Regions from separate parts of the Mus musculus genome. Here regions 1 and 3 are each linked to region 2. The links are chromatin contacts, called in public Hi-C and HiChIP or PLAC-seq maps. All regions are on one chromosome and are shown on one strand. Each heading gives the region's core, a stretch centred on a gene start, on an enhancer-like site or on the middle of the called end of the contact. The rest is flanking DNA. Distances are from core to core; before and after follow the strand shown. Region 1 overlaps Abhd2 (abhydrolase domain containing 2). Region 2 holds the start of Fanci (Fanconi anemia, complementation group I). Region 3 overlaps Fanci (Fanconi anemia, complementation group I).

Region 1 (3,500 bases), core at 708-3,207, 43 kb before region 2:
CACAACCATGCCCTATGGTGTGTCTGAAGACAGCAACAGTGTACTCATATACATAAAAATAAATAAATCTAAGAAAAAGAAAGAGTGAGCCCCTCAGACTTGCCTGCAGCCCAGTCTGGTGGAGACGTCATCTCAGTTCGGGTTCCCTCTTCCCACGTGACTCCAGTTTGTATCAAACCAGCACAGACAGATAGAAGGGAGTTGTTCTAGGCTCTAAAAGTGGTGTTCCAATTCTGGAAGCTACTGTTTAAAGCCAGCTGGGCTTTACTGTTTAAAGCCAAGTCTGGTCTCAGACTTGTGAGTCCGTGGCTGCAGGACAGCAGCTCCCGTTCCCACTGCAAACCCTTCCCCCTACTGGTGTATGTGGTATGTGCTTCTGCCAGCCTCCAGCAGTTGCCCTGCTAAGTTTTACTCTTAGGTTGGCTCCCTGACGTCTGGGCTTGCTATTAGAATGTGCTGAATCCTTCGCCTCTGCATGCCCCCCAGCATCTCTGTCTCAGCAGAGCTACAGAGGTATAGCTAGGCTCTGACAGCTTCCCAGGGGACAGTGGCTGAGAGCATCCCCGCTAGGCAGACCAGGCGTAAACACCCTCTCCATTCACACGGCCCCTCTGAGGGTTTCAGAATGAGTTGTCCTCCCTTGCCACCGTATCCCTGTGTCACTAAGAACATTTGTCTGAACCCTGCAGAGCATCCTGGGTGTCCCTGTAGACTTGGGGTTCATCTTCGTTCTGTCCCCAGAGTTGTCAAGAAGGTCCGGTAAATAACATCCTCTGGGCTCTTCACACCATGAATCATTGTACACAGGGGTAGAGCGCCCCAATTTGTAGCTAAGAAGCTAATCAATCCTCAAAGGGCTTAACTCTTGCTGGTATTTATATCTGTCTGTGCATGAACATAGCTGCTTAACGCTCGCCCTGAAAATCTGTTTGGATGCCCAGGAGCATCTAACCCAGTAAATCACAACCCACCTTTAAAAGAGCATTGCAAATGTATTTGACTTGTGTTGTACGTCTGCTCACAAACACTGCTAATGCCCATTTTTTCTCTAATTCAAGGGAGCATCTCTCTCTCACATAGCTAAAAAAAAAAATGTCTGCCTACCTGCGTTTTCTCAGCACACATGCACGCGTGCCTCATTCTTCAGTGCATGGGCACCCAGTTAGCAACACTCCAGCTTGCATTTTCTTCAGTTTCTGTTGTATTGGCAATGGTCAGGTGACCTCTCCTTTTGCCCACAGGCTGCACGTGGGAATTTGGAGCCATGGTGAACTACATCAAGAGGACATATCCCCAGACCCAGCTGGTCGTCGTGGGCTTCAGCCTGGGTGGTAACATCGTGTGCAAATACTTGGGGGAGACGCAGGCAAACCAGGAAAAGGTCCTGTGCTGTGTCAGTGTGTGCCAGGGGTACAGCGCACTGAGGTGAGTCATCCAACACACACACAGAGACACACACACACACACACACACACACACACAGGTTTCTCCCCTTGGGTCCTTCAGTTGACAGTACTTGTTTATAGAGCTCGCCCAGGACAGCAGGGTCCAGGGAGCACCTTGCAGACTGAGCAAAGGTTTCCAACACTTAGGCTCAAATGGGTTTGCCTCCGTGTCGTCCTAGGGCTTGTTACACCTGAGGTCTGTATAGTACTCTAGGATCAGGTCCGTAATCGGATCATCAAAGTGACTGCTGCTTCTCTAGGGAGTCTCGGATCGTGTCTGAGTTTCCAGAATACGGCAGGACTACGAGTTAACAAGAGAGCACAGCAGACAGCAGCATCCGACCCCCTGGGCCTTGTGACCCCCAGGTCCCCCCATCCAGTGGAGGCTTTGAGTCTCAGATGGTGTCGGAAGCAGCTTGTGGAAATCTCCTCAGCAGGTCCTCACCTGAAGGATTCTTCTCTCAGGCATCCCAGCCATCCTCCCAGAGAAGCCGCGGGAGCAAATACCTCAGCCCTTAGTCTCCAGTCAGCAGACACGCTATACAGGATGAGGTCATGTGTGAAGTGCTCAGCACAGCACCCAGCCACAGAACGGAATTGTCGGCTGCATCATTACTGTTCACTGGAAAATTAGAGAGGGTGGGTTAGGTCAGGGGATCCCAGAGGCCAGTCTGGTGAGCCATTGGCTGTCTCGGTTCTTTGAGAATCGCTGGGGTGGCTGGCAGAATGGCTTGGTGAATGAGGGGCTTGCTGGGTAAGTCTGATCCCCAAAACGCAGCTGTCCTCTGACCTCCACTGTGTGCCATGGCATGCTCACCCCCACACATCATCCTGAACACACAATAATAACAAGGAAGGTTTAAAACAGAAGAGTCGCTTGAGGGGATCATGCTAGAAAGAAGCTCAGCCCGGCAGAGCCCCACATCTGGAAACTCTAACTTGGTAAAGCCTGGGAATTTGCCTTCCAGACCCGTTTTGTAGATGGTCCCACGTTAAGCAGTCACTGGGTGTGGTGACCTGAGCAGTCTCTGAGCTCTGGCATTCTAGAACTAGGTTAGCCTCTTGGCCTGTAGATGGCTGAATCCGTATTCCCTTTATCTTGGCCCAGTGAGAAATATTCAACTCCCAGATCATGTCACAGAGATCCAGAGCTAGCCAGAATCTGTCCTGCCCAGCCTGGATAAGAAAAGGATACTCAGGAGGACAGACAGCCTGCCACCTGACCCGAGGGAGCAGGGCCTAGAGATGTGGGGTCCTCCCTGCCTTTACCTGACAGCTGATGTGACAGTCAGCATCCTGTCATCTTTAGTGTTAGAAACCACTAGATTCCCTCCCTGACTTCAGCACCAGGGAGCTTGCTGTAAATGCTAACCTAGTGTGCACAGAGCACTGGGCTTTATAAATAGGAAGCTTGTGACAAATTTGTCCTCTCCTCCCTCCCTCCTGCTCAATGCCCCAATCTTACAAGCACAGGCTTCCTCGCATTTTGCAGCAATAGCGCCATCTGCTGTCAGTAGATGATCAGCACAGTGAACAAAGTAAGGGGTTCAAATAAGATTGAATGCAATAGGAACCTAGGATCTGTGAAATGCGTCTTTTTCCACTCCTTCCCTGTTACCTCTAAGAGTTACATACAGTTGCCTATTGTCACATGAGCCCCGTGCAATGGGGGGTGGCGGGGGGATGGAGTAGGCCGATTCTTTAGTACGTGGTTGACCTATGGCTGAAGCCTGCGTCTGCCACATGGGATGTGGCAGCTCAGAGAAGTGCCTTCTCACCCGGATCAAGCGGCAACAGGGGTCAAAGGTCAAGAGGGGAGGAACCAAGTCGAGTAGCAACAGGTTGTGGCTTGATGGTTAAGAAGAAAAAGGTATTAGGCACGTGTTCCTAGTGGCCCACCTGTGATGATCTTTCTGTACCTGTAGAGGTCCCAGGCACGACAGTGGCTTCCGACCTCCGAAGGTGTGTTGTTCTCCACTGGAAGCCTCAGCTTTTGGTTTCTAAGCACATTACACCTTTATGCTCCCCACTTTTTAAAAAGAAAATCTACTGGAG
Region 2 (3,442 bases), core at 914-3,413:
CAAGTCAGCTATGCTAGCTGGCCAGTGAGCCCCCAAATCTGCCTACCTCTGTCTCCCTGGCACTGGGATTACAAATGAGCGCCCCTTAAGTACCTACCTAGTGGCTCACATAGGGAGTCTAGCTGGTGAACTGAATGGGGAAAGATTAGCTGCTTAGTTAAGGAGGTCTGCCCCTGAGTGGAAAAGCTGATGCTAATCCAAATCTATCCTTTATCTTACTAACACTGTTAATGCTGGCCAGCCACGTGTTGGAGCATATTCGCAATCCCAGGCACTTGGGAAGTAGAAGCAGGAGGATTAGGAGTTCCAGGCCTGTTAACACCTTAGCATTACTTCTAGGCCCCGCCCAGCAGTTACCTAGCAACTGCCAGGTAAACTGGGGTTGCTATAAAAGGGACTGTTTGGTCTCTCTTCACTTTCTGACTTTCTCTCTCTGACCCCCTTTTCTCTCTCTGACTCCTTTCTCCCTCTCCTGCCCCACTCCATGTTCCTGGCCAGCGTCTTCTCTTTGTCTCTTTGTTCCAGCTCCATATCTTTCTCTCATTCTATCTCTCCCCTCGCTCTTTCTCTGTCTCTACTCCCTTCTCAACCCCCCTTCAACAGAATAAACTCTATGCTATACTAGACCTATGGCTGGTACCTTGCAGGGAAGGATGCCTTAGCGTGGGCCCACTGAGGTACCCTAACCCACTGCACCGTACCTCGCTCTTTAAAACATATTGTTGACTTTACAAAACACATCAAGGCCAATCACAGTTATGTCGCAAGTTAAAACCCAGCCTGGGCTAAGTGGGATCCTGACTAAGAAAACATAAGCAAAAAGTTAATGTTGCCGGGCGTGGTGGCGCACGCCTTTAATCCCAGCACTCGGGAGGCAGAGGCAGGCGGATTTCTGAGTTCGAGGCCAGCCTGGTCTACAAAGTGAGTTCCAGGACAACCAGAGCTATACAGAGAAACCCTGTCTCAAAAAACCAAAAAAAAAAAAAAACAACAACAACAAAAAAAAGTTAATGTTAATAAAAAAACAGGTAGCCAGGCAATGGTGGCACATGCCTTTAAACCCACCATTGGGAGGCAGTGGCAGGTGGATTTCTGAGTTCGAGGCCAGTCTGATCTACAAATTGAATTCCAGGACAGCTAGGGATATACAGAGAAACCCTGTCTCAAAACAAAACAAAAACCAAAAATTAATAAATAAAATAAATTAAAAACAGGTACTATGTTATTCATGTATCGGGGTAGACATTCATACAAACAATTTAATAAGTGTTATTAGATGCACACATGGAATGCTTATTTAATCTGTATAGATTGTTAACAGATTTACAGCTGAATGGTGCAGTCCTAGAAGGAGTTTGGAACTAGAAGGAGTTTGGAAGGAAGGTTTTGTGGGAAGATGGGATGAAGCCATCTGTTTCTTTAGTGAAGTAAAGGATTCCCCTCAGGGATCGCCCTCACCCTCAGCTGCTGGTTTTTAACAACTTCTCATATTTCAGTGTGGAGACCTAAATGTAGAAGAGTGATTCCCGAGAGGAATCCTTTGCTTCACTAAATAGTAATGCCTCTGCTTCTCCTCTACCATCCTAAGCACCTTCACATGCTTAGCTAGCCAGGAGCTTGTTGATTCTGGGCACTGTGCACAAGCTGCACCCTCAATCTAAAGTAGAATTTCGGTCCACTGCTTCATTGATCTTGACGGTGCACTCAGGTGGTTATTTACGAATGTATTGAACATTCACTGCTTCTGGGACGGACGGACACACACACTCACACTCACACTCACTCTCACTCACTCACTCACTCACTCACTCACTCACTCACTCACTCACTCACTCACTCACTCACTCACTCACTCATGCGGGCGCGCGCGAGGTGCTTCCGATGCAAAAGACCTGACCCTCCATCAATTGGTTCAATCTCTTCTGCACTGACTTCAACTACAGAGCTCTAAGAAAGCTTAACCCGGCCATACCATAACGCGCATGCTACTCTGAGGTTCCCCCCAAAGCGTGTGAGCCGGTTGCACCTCCCTCTCCCGCGAATTTGGGCCATCATCTCCGCAAAGATTCCCCCACTTTGTCATCTAAAATGGTACGCCCTACAGAGTTAGGAAGTCGGAAGTGCACCTCGGGGGCGGGACCTGTTGCTCTGGGCAACGGAAGTGCGGCTGCGTGGAGTAGAGCGGGAATTTTGGAAGGATCCCGAGCTGAGGTTGAGGTGACTGTTCAGGGTCTGTGCTTACAAGGAGGGAGGAAGTGGGACGGTGAGGACAGGCAGGGTCCCCTTGCGACGTGGCGTCCCGCCGTGCCTGGTTTCTGCGCAGGGGTCGGGGACATCAGCTTTGGCGGGTTTTTGCGAGGCTCGCTCCGTTCTGCCCTCCCTATTGGCCCTGCCCTGCAGTGTCAGCGCCTGCTTCTGGAGGGTCCCGCAGCCGGGTTTCGCGCGTGGAGCCCAGTGCCAGTGGGAAGAGAGGCCATTGACTTCGCATAGGATAGGCAGGATACTCAAGACGTGCACTGTCGAGCAGAACGGAGCTCCAAAAGCTAACGACCCCACCAGATGTTTTATTTAATTTCTCCATTTACATAGCGTTTATTTTAATATACAAAGCAATCACCCAGCCACCACTATAAGCACTTAGTATATTTTCGGCACCGTATATAGAAGTTAAGGTAGTAAAATCTACATTAGCTGCCTTATTTTATAGTTTCTGTTTCCTTTTAGTTTTGTTTTTGAGTCAGTGTCTTATATTGGCTACAGAGTGTGCCTGGTCATGTTTCCACCTGAGTGCTGGGATTACAGGAGAGCATCAACATGCTAGGTGTATACAAGTCTAGGGTTATGACGTCATCCAGCCCAGGGCGGCAGGCCTGCTAGGCAGTTCTACCGGCAGAGTTACGCCCTCTGGCCCACATCAGATATTTCTTATGTCCTTAATATAAGCTTGTTACTGTGCTCAAGATAACGATAAACCAAACTGGAAATACTCATGGAACTGTAGACCAGTGGGGGACCTAGCCATTAATTTAAAATGTAATATTAGAACTTGCCGGGGGAGGGAGGGGGGCTGGTGAGATGTCCCAGCAGTTAAGAGCATTGACTGTTCTTCCAGAGGTCCTGAGTTCAATTCCCGACAACCACCTGGTGGCTCACAACCATCTATAGGAGGATCTGATGCCCTCTTCAGGCAGGGGGATGTATATGCAGCAGAGCACTCATACATCAAATAAAATTGTTTAAAAAGTTAGTGACATTGTGGAAGGAATTTCACTGGTGTTTGTAGAGGAGGTAACACCGGAGCATCTGAGAGAGAGTGAGTTGAGCCGAGGTCTGAAGACTTTGTAGAAATTGAGAGCAAGGATGGGTATCTTTGTTTCAGATGAGAAATCGTTTATAAGGGTGTTGGGGATTTGAAGGACAGAAAACAATTTATTGTTCTTAG
Region 3 (3,428 bases), core at 427-2,926, 56 kb after region 2:
GGATATTCTGGACAAGCTAATTACCCCTGGTCCTTTTCTCTCTTAAACGCTTGCAGACATGTCCTCTCACACTTCAAACTTCGTACATTCCCATGTGGACTCCATTCTTTCAATCTGTTGTTTCTGTAGGATAGATACCCTCCACTCCTGAGGTCTGGGTCCCTCGAATCTTTTCAGTTTCTGTGTAGTGCAGGCTAGTCTTGAACTTGAGATCCACCTGCCTCAGGTCAAGTTCTGGAACTATAAGCATGCTGTCATACTCAATGCACACACCCTTTGAGAGGGCCCACTTTGTTGCTCTGGCTAGCCTAGAACTATGTACTTGAGGCTCTCTGTACAAAGGGCATGTGTCACCACGCTCAGCTTATCATTTTTGTATGAGTTTATGGTCACACTGACTTCATAAAGCATCCTGTAGAGACTCAAGACAGCTGTGAGTCTTGGTCCTGTTTTAGTCAGCAGTTATTGGCAGTGCACAGGTTTACTTGGAGACTCAACAGGGTGCCACCTCAGCCACAAACCGGAGATGGGTCCCATCCCATGTGTTCAGGTGAAGTCCCTTCTTAATACAGGACCTTACTCTTTACCCCTGCTTCCTAGGACTTTTTCTACCAGCACCTCCAAAACCTTTTCGAGCATAACACAAGAATCAACCTGTGTACCTTCTGTGTAGCTTCACCAGTACAGTCTCTCTGCTTTCAGAAGCTTCCTTGCCCCTACTCCGCTGCTGGAAAGTTAAAACGGAAGCCTTTTAAGATGAAGGTTTCCTGTTTCACTCAAACTGGGTGGTTTCTCCCATCTCTTCTTAGATCTTGGCTTTCTTTTGCCCTGTTAGTATTTTGTTGCTATTATTTCAGACAGGGTTTTTACAGTGTAGCTTTCTGCCTGTCCTGGGTCATGGTCCTGTAGCATGACTGGCCTAGAACTCAAGGAGACCCACCTGCCTCTACCTCTTCTGTGGGACTAAAGGTGTACACCAATACCAGTTCTTCCTGTCTAAGAGATTCATACTAGTTACAACTCAAGGAAGTGTCTCTGTGACCCTTTATAACTTCCGAAGTGTAGTGACTATATTGTGTATAAGATTACCTCTAAGACTGGCTGCAGACCTCTGCATAGCCCTAGTCAGCTGTTCCTGCTACCTTAATCCTATCTGTATAGTAGCTTAGTGGCTACACTGATATGGTACTTCCAAGAATATACATACCCAAGGAGGCAGACATTCAAGGGATGGAGATATATATCTCACAACTTTTGTGCTTCCCAGATATAGCATCTTGAAGAATAAGACAATGTTTCTGTTTCTTTAGAATAAGAGCAGTGACGCCCCAAAGTGCTCAGAAAAGGAGAAGGCTGCAGTGAGCACAACCATGGTAAGCTCCCCCTGGCCACTCAGACCCACGGGTCTTGTTGGACATTAAAAAAGCAAGAGTGGAAATGGCGCTCCATAAGGGTCTAAGAATTGGCGAGTGCAGGAAGGGGGTAAAGTTACTATATTTAGGAAATGGGGCTGTAACAATTCCTTTTAGGATATACAAAGGCCTAGGCACAGGATGGTCCTCACCACGTGGTTTCTTAAAGGAAATAAAGCTAATGTCCAGAAGACCAGCCAAATAAGTTAACAGTGTATGTCATTGTTAAAAGTGGGGGTGGTGGCACTTATCTGAAGTCCAGGCATGAAGAGTGGGAGGTCAGTCTAAGTGACTCGGGAAACTACACAGTATACTCATTTTAGGGACTAATCTTAGCAATGTAAATTCATTTGACTATCAGAAAAAAGAAATACAGCATGTGCCAAAGTGGGTTCCTTCTTGAGAGATGCTACATAAAAACCTCAAAAGCCACTGAACCTGAAATGTCTTATATCTTTTTACTCTTAGGCCAAAGTTCTTCGTGAAACCAAGCCAATCCCTAACCTTGTCTTTGCCATTGAACAGTATGAAAAATTTCTTATCCAACTGTCTAAAAAGTCCAAGGTAAAAATGTTCTTTATTTCCACTCTCATTTACTGCTGGAAGGAGTCTAGCAAGCTCTGTGGCAGGCAGCACAGCTAGAGGTGGTCAAGGTGAATGTCATCTGGTAAAAGCAAAGGGTCCTCCAAGTACACACTGAAAGGACCTTCTGCTGTCCCAGGTAAACCTGATGCAGCACATGAAGCTGAGTACTTCTCGGGACTTCAAGATCAAAGGCAGTGTCCTCGACATGGTTCTTCGAGAGGATGAGGAAGACGAAAACGAAGAGGTTGGTGCCTACTTCTGCTATGCTTTTGGTATATATTTCTATGAAAAGTAGCAGACAAACTCCCCTGTCCTGGGGTCCTGTTTCTACAGCATTCTGGCTGGCTTTTACACCCTCCCTCAAGGTAGGCCCATTCATCACCTGAGCCCAATGTGGGTTCCATTTTAAGTTTGTAAAAGCTAGAAATAATATCAGTAGACAAGACCCAGTCAAAATTAGACATTTATATAAAATAATCTGGCTAGCCGGCTGATGCGGAGTTCCGTACATCACTGTGCCCCAGGCCGTCTGTAGCTGTGATGCTCCGGGCTCCCAGCATCTCGTCCATCTACTCAGGACGGAGTTCTAAGTCACAACCTGGGCAGCAGACGGGAAAGCACAACTGTTCCAGGAGTTTGGTGTTTGTTTTTATTCCCATCACCTTAGAACAAGGTTGTCAAAATTTCTACTCTCCCCTTCTAGGGCACTGCATCAGCACATACACAGCAGGACAGAGAACCAGCCAAGAAGAGGAGGAAGAAATGCCTGAGTTAATGTGACCTTTGGGGCATCTGCTTCATTTGTGCCCAACAGTACCCCTTGTCACACAGCCTGCACTGATGTTGGTGTCCTGGTTCTGAACGCACTGAATTGTGCCTTCCGTTAGGAGGACTTTCCTGGGCAGGTCCTGCTACAGAAAAATGGCTGCCTTTTGCAAAAAAGCACATCTGAAAGCCTGAGTTTAGGAACCTGCACCGCTCCAATAAAGCTCCACAGGAGCAAATACAGAACCTCCAGACAGAGCTAGGGTCCAGGCTGGCTTCGTTTTTCCAAGGAGCCTTTGGTGAGTTCAATTATCTGGTAAATATCCAGTGCTTCACCTGTAAGACGGTGGAAATTGGTTAGGATGCCTCCAGAATTGTGACTGAACTCAGAAATGAGAATCTGAATGTTGGGGTCAAAGACAGTGGGTGTGAGGGAGTCTTTGAGAGTGGCAGCTTGTCTTATTATAACACAAGCTTTCTAACCAACTCTGGCATTTTCAGCACAGATACATTTTTTCCACATAAGAATGCACTTTGGCTTATACAATAAAACTTTAAACATTTCTGGTGTAGTTTTGAAAATGGGTCAGCGTACATGGAACATTTGAAATTCTAACATCTTCATTTACTATGAGCCACCCTCTGCAACAGTTCCCTTTGTGATTT

The links. HiChIP or PLAC-seq counts read pairs in DNA pulled down with a chosen protein or histone mark. Hi-C and Micro-C count contacts between places; a contact is called where the count stands out from the background.
Region 1: a contact with region 2 is called in a CTCF HiChIP or PLAC-seq map of the NIH/3T3 cell line, with 12 read pairs. The contact joins the enhancer-like site here to the promoter of Fanci in region 2. A contact is called at or near these places in 1 of 15 datasets of contacts at CTCF or cohesin (the NIH/3T3 cell line), 2 of 115 datasets of contacts at active chromatin or transcription factors (the SCID.adh cell line and embryonic stem cells) and 3 of 9 other capture datasets (adipose tissue, liver and pancreatic islet).
Region 3: a Hi-C map of Sertoli cells shows a contact between it and region 2, with 2.0 times the contacts expected there. The contact joins the enhancer-like site here to the promoter of Fanci in region 2. A contact is called at or near these places in 1 of 39 promoter capture datasets (Sertoli cells), 1 of 15 datasets of contacts at CTCF or cohesin (CD8 T cells), 10 of 484 Hi-C or Micro-C datasets (the P5424 cell line, Sertoli cells, bone marrow-derived macrophages and 5 more), 19 of 115 datasets of contacts at active chromatin or transcription factors (the 230-238 cell line, CD4 single positive thymocytes, the SCID.adh cell line and 11 more) and 3 of 9 other capture datasets (adipose tissue, liver and pancreatic islet).

Annotation. Positions count from the first base shown.
Region 1 is chr7:79,347,019-79,350,518 of GRCm38.p6, forward strand. It overlaps Abhd2 (abhydrolase domain containing 2), which reads left to right. Exons shown (of 11, transcript NM_018811.6): 6 at 1,242-1,425. Gm24224 (a long non-coding RNA gene) reads right to left here. Exons shown (of 4, transcript XR_003946649.1): 2 at 1,105-2,067. Among named protein-coding and RNA genes, the nearest start is that of Gm24224, 5.1 kb to the right of the region's middle. Within about 2 kb of position 1,958, at least 51 of the 459 cell types and tissues checked have an H3K27ac peak or open chromatin away from gene starts, as enhancers often do. A contact at or near this core is called in the NIH/3T3 cell line, where this site is marked.
Region 2 is chr7:79,390,175-79,393,616 of GRCm38.p6, forward strand. Fanci (Fanconi anemia, complementation group I) reads left to right here and starts at 2,164. Exons shown (of 38, transcript NM_145946.2): 1 at 2,164-2,217. It also overlaps a transcript of Rlbp1 not described here.
Region 3 is chr7:79,446,940-79,450,367 of GRCm38.p6, forward strand. Fanci (Fanconi anemia, complementation group I) reads left to right here. Exons shown (of 38, transcript NM_145946.2): 35 at 1,311-1,373; 36 at 1,881-1,976; 37 at 2,134-2,241; 38 at 2,701-3,325. The coding sequence ends at 2,772. It overlaps Polg (polymerase (DNA directed), gamma), which reads right to left. Exons shown (of 23, transcript NM_017462.3): 23 at 1-3,098. The coding sequence ends at 3,022. Among named protein-coding and RNA genes, the nearest start is that of Polg, 18 kb to the right of the region's middle. Within about 2 kb of position 1,677, at least 17 of the 459 cell types and tissues checked have an H3K27ac peak or open chromatin away from gene starts, as enhancers often do. A contact at or near this core is called in CD8 T cells and Sertoli cells, where this site is marked.